Regions from separate parts of the Rattus norvegicus genome. Here regions 1 and 3 are each linked to region 2. The links are chromatin contacts, called in public Hi-C maps. All regions are on one chromosome and are shown on one strand. The core of a region is the stretch at or near the end of the contact, and the rest is flanking DNA. Distances in the headings are between cores, read along the strand shown. Region 1 has its middle 39 kb from the start of Ets2. Region 2 holds the start of Ets2 (ETS proto-oncogene 2, transcription factor). Region 3 has its middle 48 kb from the start of Ets2.

Region 1 (2,700 bases), core at 101-2,600, 39 kb after region 2:
GAGCTGCAGAGAAGCTAGGAGAGGGTCTCCAATGCGCCTAGGCTACCTCTCCCTTCGCACTTCTGAGGGCTGAGCCGTGTGGTACGGCTGTGGAAAGACTGCGTGGAAGCACTTTGTTCCGCAGTCACAGGAGACTCACGGCACCATGGGAGCGGGGTGCGGTGGGGGTGAGGGTGGCTTTATTTAGTTCTGAGTGAGCTGTATGGCTCCTCTGTTCACGGGAGGCAGCCAGTCGTCTATTCCAGCTTGTCAAAGCCCTTTACCACCGTAGTGTCTAGAGTCATGGGAGCGCTGCCGCTGACACACGGGTGACAGGAAAGGAGTGACAATGTTCCGAGAAGGAATTTTGTTCTCCTCGGGTCCATTTCGTATGGAATGAAGAAAAAGAAAAGCTTAAATTGAAATGAATCACCCATAATGGCTGACATTTGGAAAAATAGTGATATAGCTTCCATATATACAGGGTTGTTTTTTTTTTCAAAGAAATGTTTTGTGTGAGTGAAATTATACATATGTATGGGTCACAGTATGCTAATTTGATGCATTGTGTAACATGGTGACAACTCTGTGTCATGTGCGTTTCTCCCTCCTTGGGCATTTACTATGTAGTATTGGGGATTGGTTCTAGTTCTTTATAAAATATACAATAAACATGACTTCATCATCCCACACCATTTTAATCTGACACTTACTTCCCCTCCCCCACCTTTCAGTGACTCCAGTGACCTCTGCTCTCAGTTTCTATGATATCACCTCCTCTGGCTTCACACGTAAGCAAGAATATAACACATGTTGGGTTTGGTTTACTTAACGTTCTTCTCCATGGAAAGGATTACATGCGTGCAGAGGCCTGCTCCCCACTGTCCCTCCTGCCCAGTCCTACCCTGACATCACCTGGGTCCCCTAAAAGGCTGCCCATCCACCTCCTTTTCTTTGCTAAGTTGTTGGATATACAGAGGTTTATCTCCATTGCAGATTACTCTATCACAGTGTGTGTACGTGTGTCCATGTGTGTGTGTGCATGTGTGCTACCACACTGTTAGGGGACCCTGCCTGGCATTCCCACTAGTCTTACATATTTGAAAATATTTCCAAGAGGATGGCCCCTTAGAAACGCAGGAAAGCCATTCTCAATCCAGAAACTAGGCTTCACCAGCCTTGCTTTTGTTTATCCTTGAGCAATTAGTGACATCACATCTTTTACAAAAGGACTTCCAGGGATGACGAGTCTTGACCTGCTTTGCACTCCTCGCTGCCTCTTGCCCTTGCTGCCTGCTCAAATGGCGTGAGGAGTCCAGTTTACTGGAAGTTTGGGTAAACAGCAGCTCTCTGAGTAATTAGTATCCAATTAGGCCACAGTTTCATGTCTGCGTGAGTCAAGCTCTTACCCAACCTCTGGGAAGAATTAAATAGGTCAGGCCTCTGTTTACAGAGCGGAGCCATGCTGACGGCTGCAGGCTGTGTTCAAGTTATCCCTGGTAGCTAGAGGAAGCCAGTCCATGCTCTCATGTTGGTCCTTGTGAAAGGGGCCTACTGAAGGCCAAACGACCGATCCCTTAGAGGGTCCGCAGTTCGCTAGTCTCAATTCACTATCTCCTTATGCTGACCATAAGGAAGGCCCAGCCCTGCCCTGCCCTATGAGTGACAAGTTTACAACACTATCCTTGTAGGCAGACATGTATGTAGTGAGTCTCCCTGCTGACTAACATCTCAGCTGCCTTACAGTTCCCAACTATGCATTAGATTTTCAAAAGTGTATGTGTGTTCACATGCATGTAACACATATGGAGGCCACAGGTATTTTCCAGTGATGTTCCTGCCAGACTGGCTGACTTGCAAGCCCCAGAGACCTACCTGTCTCTGTCTCCCTGTGCTGGGATCACAAGTGTGGCCTCCAGTCCTGGCGTTTTTGTTTTTTTGTTTTTTGTTTTAAATGAGAGTTCTAGGGAACATACTCAGCCCTCATGCTTGTAAAGACCAGTAATTTATGGACTGAGTCATCTTCCTAGTCTCTTGGATATTTTAAATATAGTTTCCTCTGTACCCGCAGAGTACTCATTCCTGGTCAGCCCCGAAACACAATCTGTGTTCCACCTCCCTTACATAGGATGGTCTATGTTCATCTCCCTGTGTGTGTTAATACCTTTAGATTAGCTATAATAACCAGTATAAATGCAATATAAACATTATACTCTGCTTAGGAAACAATGCCTGGAACAAGACAGCAGAGATGCGGGTTTTTCCCCTTGAATAAGTTCTACCCACAGTTGGTGGCATCATTGTTTGGAGGGAGAGCTTACAGAAGGGGAGGGGCCACCTGAGCCTGGAAAGGAGAGAGAGCAGGGCATGGCTGTGAGCTCACTACCTGCGCCCAATCATGGTGGACACTGCTCCATTGTTCTGCACACACCTTCTAAGAGGAAAAGCAAACACAATCTAGTGCAAACACAATCATGGTGACAAAGATGTACTCCAAATGGCTAGAGTGAACTGGTCTGAGCATTCCCCGTGCTTGTTTGTCGCTGGTTCGGTTGTCCGGTTTGGTTTTCAGTCTGCAGGGTCTGTCCTGCCACCTTTTGGTCCTGCGGTAGTGCACATCTCCTGGGCTAAGTGGATCCCATTAGATGTTTACCAGCTGCGGGTTGCACATCTGTTTTTACTGCTATTGTTTGCTTGATTCTTTTTTTTTTTTTTCAGGTT
Region 2 (2,700 bases), core at 103-2,602:
AAGAGATCCCTATGTGTATCCATACCAAGCTTCTCAGGCACGTGGTCAAGGTGTGAGCATAGGTGCGGGGAGAGAGGGCCCACAGACACACTCCTTCAGATAAGTCCGTACCTTCTGCTGGTTTTTTTTTCTTTCCTTCTTTAAGTTAGCATATGCCGCTCCATGTCTCCATGGAAACGGAACAGGGAATCTGTCTTCTATTTAGGGAGTTCCTCCTTGACCTGGGTTCTCTGGTCCAGACCTGAATTCACACGGAGAAGCCCTGAGGAAATATCAATCCCCTGTGAACCTAGCTGTTTTAGCTTAGTGGATTGGGCCTTGACTCCTGCAAAGGTGATACACTAGAGAGAAGTATCAAATGCAACAGTATCTTGATTGGCAACAACTTCAGAAGGGGAGTTGCCATGGAAACCAGGAACCCTGAGTACAAGGGAAGGTGGGACCTTCTACTCCCTTCCCAGCAAGTCTGTCCTTGTACCAATCGTCGGTCCCGCGGCCTTGACTAAGCCTGCCATTTGCAATTTCCTACAAATCTCGGGTATCGATCTAAACTCAAGGAGGAACGCAATAATATTGAACGTACACCTATGCCTCCGGACCAATCACATAGGTTTCCAATCATGGACTCGGCGCCTTCTCACCAAAAAGGAAACCACCCTCTGGCTGGTGTTTTGACCATGAGTTTGGGAGAGTCACGTTGGACTTGGCATGTTGTTGACCTGGCAGACCATGTTAAGTAAAACACCAGTGCTTTGAAGCATTAGTAAGACTAATAATAGATGGCGCCGGAGTGCTCAGCTAGGTTGGCGCTAAGACTCGGCTCAGCCCTAGGGGGCGCTATCCACACCTAGGTAGTAGGAGGGGCCTCCCAAGACTCAAGCGGCTGCGCCACGTTCTGCTCTTCCACTCGCGACTCCGCCACCCGCCCACTTTGTGCCTCCCTAACCCCACGTAAGAGTCTTTTCACGTCGGAGGGACCAGAAATCAGGACCCACACGTAGCTCCAAACACAGGACCGGTTCTACCGCAGAAGCCTAACCACTCAATCCAAGTGCCACCAGGGCCCCCAGCTTGGACCTGCAGACGGCCGTGCGCCAGGGAGACGCGGGCGGACACGGCCCTGCCCTTCTAGCTGAACCTCCTGGGCACAAGGCCCAAGCTGGGCCTTAGGAGCAGGGGCCAGCAGGCAGGCGACAGCCGGCTGCAGGGGCGCAGGGAAGGGCCCGGGAGCAGCGTGGATCCGCCGCTGCGGGAGCACACTCTCCTCCCACGCCGGCCTCGCGCTTGCTCCTCCTCCGCGCTCCCTCCGTCACCCCTGCTGTCCCCTCCCCCGGTCCCCTCCGGCCCTCCCCCAGCTCCAGAAGAGCGCGCGGCCAGGGGATCGGGCTGGTTACTTCCTCCACCGCGGTGCTGAGCACGGAGTGGACACCACTAAGGCCCGCCAGTCCCTGCCACCGTCTCCGACCCCGCGCGCCCGTATCGGCCCTACGCCTTCGTCTCGCTGGGCCTTGCCGGCCGGGACCGCCGCGATCTCCTCTCCCCGCCGCCCTCCGGCTGGCCCTGCTTGCTGCGGCGCGGTAAGAGCGGCCCCCGTGCGCGACGTTCCTCGGGAGGGACTCCGCCCGGGGTGGGGTGCAGTGCGGGCGGCCCCTGCTCCCGCCGGTTGATCGCGCGCCCCGGAGCCTCTCCAGCTGGTTCCTAGGCACCCAGTGGCCTCAGCCGGGGATCCGGGAACCGGGCCGGGAGCGGGCAGCCCGCTTTTGTTTTAGGGAAGCCAGTGGTCGCTCTGTGCGGTTCCTGCCTGGGGCGCGGGTCTGTGTTTCTCCAGGGGGCTTGAGACACCTGGAGAGATGGCCGAAGTAGCCCCAGGTTTGGGGTGACTTGAGTGGGAGAGGAGCTAGGCCTGGGAGGATGTGGGGGTGTCCGACGCCTGAAACACCTGGGAAGTTGCGGCTCCCGGGAACATGTCACCTGCTCGGCCAGCTCTCGGTTCCCCTGGACCCTGGGAAGCCAGTACGGGACACGTCCAAGTAGGGGTGCGCGTGGCTGTTCTGCTTTTATTTTCCCCGTAGAACATATGAATGAAGGGGTAACCCGAAGCGTTTGCATATTTGACCTTTTTTTTTGGTTTTAATTTATTATTTAATCTCATAAGACTTGTACTAGCCTGCACTCAATTTCAGGGGAGCCTAAAATAGTAGTTGACTCGCTACTAATTTAGAAAGTAAAGCAGTGTGCAGTCCTGGTTGGAGACAGGAGTCATTTACTGTTGAGAGAGAGACTTACTCCCTGCTGTGAAAGCTCCTGCGCCCTTATCAGTCTGCCCACAACGCCAATCGGGAGATACATCTCCGTGTTAAGCTTTTATTAAAATCTGAGTAATCTTGCAGTACAGTTAATGTGAACACCGCGCATCCCACAGGGAAATAGTCAAACTCTCATATATGGAATTAGTCATTCATCTCTCTAAACTGATCGCTAAGCGAAAAGCAAACCAACCTTCAAAAGGTTTTTTTTTCTTTTATTTTTTTTAACCTAAATTTTACCTAAATACAAACCTATGCTCTTTTATGTAAGTGATTACCTGTTCCAATAAGGATACAGTTATCCGGGAAATTCTTGTTTCAAAACTTAACTATTCTCAGCCATTACATTTCTGCCATTTTCTTCCATTTCTTGTACACCCCCCCCCCAACCAAA
Region 3 (2,700 bases), core at 92-2,591, 48 kb before region 2:
AACATCCACTGTCAGGGAGTCCAAGGGGCTGACGGAACATGACTTCTCAACATGCATGAACGTGTTTGTGGTGACACATATGTTCCTCAGACGCAGCAAAAAGCTTCACACAAGGGGACCACCTGGAGATATTTCGCAGGGACATCAGAAGTTCACAGCAGGGGCCTGGAGAGACGGCTCAGCATGTAACAGCACTTGCTGCTCTCTCAGAGGACCTGAATTTGGGTCCCAACTGTCACATCGTGGCTCACAACTGTCTGCATCTCCAGTTCCAAGGAATCTGATGCCCCATTATGGCCTCTTTGGGTGTACCTGGTACATGTACATTCAGACAAACTCTCATGCACATAAAATAAAAATAAATAAACCTTTTTGCAAGTCCAAAAAAAAAAAAAGAAAGAAAGAAAGAAAACAGACAACGTTGGAGACTGAGTCAAACCTCAGAAAGAGTACCATTCAGATGCCAAGGACAAATGCATGCCCCGAACTCTGGGGGTGGGGTGGGGGGGCACTACACAGACTGCTTGGTATGTTCTATGCAGAGAAACAACTCCTTAATCCTCAGTATTTCTGACTGACTGCCATCTGAGACAGGGTCTCAAGTATCCCAAGTTAGCTCCAAATTCACTGTGTAGCTGAAGTGTGACTCTGAGTTCCTAACTCCCACCCCACCCCACCCAAGTGCCAGAGCAATGGGTCTATGCCTCCCCCCATGCCAGCCGGTCTCCTTGTTGGTAAAGCTTCCGACTGAATTAAATACCACTTCATAATTCTCGGACTCCAGGACCACCTCCCTGCTTACACAGGAATACCCTTGGGACCTTTCAAACACCTGTTTGGCTATAAATTTTAAAACAAAATTAAACAAAAAGGCCCCAAATGTCTCTAACTGGGTGATATCAGCAGATTGTGGGCCCATCGCTTAAGGCACAACGCCTTCCCTCTCCTGAGAGAAGGATCATCTCAGAGACAATAGTCTCTCTTCATAGACAAGTGGCAGCCTCTCATTGCCCTGCCACACTGTCTGGTCCTAGAGTAATTCTTGGCCTGGAGTTTGAGTCTACTCCATGTTACTCTCTGGGACTCCATTTCTCTCTAAGTTAGCACAGCAGTGAGTAAGGGCCTCTCTTTTGCTCAACACATGGCACCCTTTCCCCTTCTGGAGCTTCTCTCTGCAAGTGTATGTGTCCTGGTGCCTCTTCATCAAGGCCTGGTTTTCTTGCACTAGGGCCTGCCCCATGTTCTCCCATTGTCCTAATTCCCTCTGTAAAGGACTTACCAAGCCCTCTCATGGTCTGTGGTGCCTGGGCAATTCCCTGCCTGCCCAGCAGGGGGTGCTGTTTTCCCAGAGGCCTGGACTAGGCGGGCCACCGACCACACCCAGGGCTCACACACAGGCCTAGCCACATGCTGTTTATGTCTCTGGGGGAAGTGAATTGAGTTTGCTTGTGAAACAGTAGATGAGGTGCTATACACGGCAGGACTGCAAACATGGTTGTCTCCCAAGTGAGGAGCATTAAAGAGGGACAGGACAGCAGGCCCAGGACCTCTCAGGGAAGGTGATGGAACCAGTCTTTGCATATATTGCTATAACTATGACATCAGAGAAAAGATTGGCCTTATTAAAAGTGAAAAGTTCCCCACTACACACAGACCTTACTCACTTTCTCATTTCTGTCTCTGCCTCTCTCTGTCTCTCTTTCTATGTCTCTCCCTTTCTGTGTGTATGTCTCCCTGTCTCTCCCTGACTCTCTTTCTGTCTCTGTCTCTGTCTCTGTCTTTCTCTGTTTCTGCCTCTCTCTCTCTCTCTCTCTCTCTCTCTCTCTCTCTCTCTCTCTCTCTCTCCCCCCGCTCCCCCTCTCTCTGTGTCTCTTTCTCTCTATGTCTCCCTCCTGCCCCTGCCCACCTCTCCGCCTTTGATTCTGAGTCCTAACATGATACACAGCGTATCATTTACTTGTTCTAACAGGGAGGCTGGGCTAAATTTGTTTAGACAAGTTCTATAGCACTGAGCACGGAGAGGGTGAACGCGTTGGGTTTTCTGAGCCCAGAGAACATTCCGTTCCCTCGCTTGGGTTTACAATCCAGTGTGCTTTACATTAGAAGACAAGTTATAGCTTGTAAAATGGATGTGGAAATCGCGCCGAGTGTGAGGCGCCCCGGCGATGATTATGCAATCGGAGAAGCTTCTGCCAGGAGGAAGAGCGCCAGCTGAATGATTAGTTTGTAATTGTTCTGAGGCAAAATTAAAATGCCTCTGTTTTCTGGATGGTGTTTGGGGGCAGACGGTCCCTGTCCTCGCCTCTGCATGCCACACGACAAGTTGGTGTCACCTGGCAGATTACTCTGACGTACAGCATGGGACCTCGGGGCAAGAACACAAAATATTTCATCTGTTGGTGTTTTGTTCAGATTTTCAAAAGGCCTACTAAAAGCCTGGAACTTGGAATTACACTATTTTTTGCCCACAGGATTACCATTCTTTTTAAAAGGTGTCCGGTAATTCTTTTGAGTCCCACCTGCCGGGCGCAAGCATTTTGAAGATGCTCCCTAAACTGTCTCGGCCTCGGTCGGATATCCCAATCTTTTCAAGCACTGACTTTGGCTCTGGTATGTTTAAAGACCGTCCTTTGGGGATGATCTTATTTAAAATATTGTGTACATCCTGCGTCTGTGCATGCAGCACATGTGTGGGCGCGT

The links. A called contact is a pair of places that touch in the nucleus more often than the background predicts.
Region 1: a contact with region 2 is called in a Hi-C map of liver, with 2.2 times the contacts expected there. The contact joins the enhancer-like site here to the promoter of Ets2 in region 2. A contact is called at or near these places in 4 of 12 Hi-C or Micro-C datasets (kidney, liver and psoas muscle).
Region 3: a Hi-C map of the A7r5 cell line shows a contact between it and region 2, with 2.8 times the contacts expected there. The contact joins the enhancer-like site here to the promoter of Ets2 in region 2. A contact is called at or near these places in 10 of 12 Hi-C or Micro-C datasets (the A7r5 cell line, the Rat2 cell line, frontal cortex and 5 more).

What each region holds. Positions count from the first base shown.
Region 1 is chr11:48,528,236-48,530,935 of GRCr8, forward strand. No RefSeq gene overlaps it. Among named protein-coding and RNA genes, the nearest start is that of Ets2, 39 kb to the left of the region's middle. Within about 2 kb of position 1,351, at least 16 of the 93 cell types and tissues checked have an H3K27ac peak or open chromatin away from gene starts, as enhancers often do. A contact at or near this core is called in liver, where this site is marked.
Region 2 is chr11:48,489,705-48,492,404 of GRCr8, forward strand. It overlaps Ets2 (ETS proto-oncogene 2, transcription factor), which reads left to right and starts at 1,353. Exons shown (of 10, transcript NM_001107107.1): 1 at 1,353-1,577.
Region 3 is chr11:48,441,705-48,444,404 of GRCr8, forward strand. No RefSeq gene overlaps it. Among named protein-coding and RNA genes, the nearest start is that of Ets2, 48 kb to the right of the region's middle. Within about 2 kb of position 1,342, at least 7 of the 93 cell types and tissues checked have an H3K27ac peak or open chromatin away from gene starts, as enhancers often do. A contact at or near this core is called in the A7r5 cell line, where this site is marked.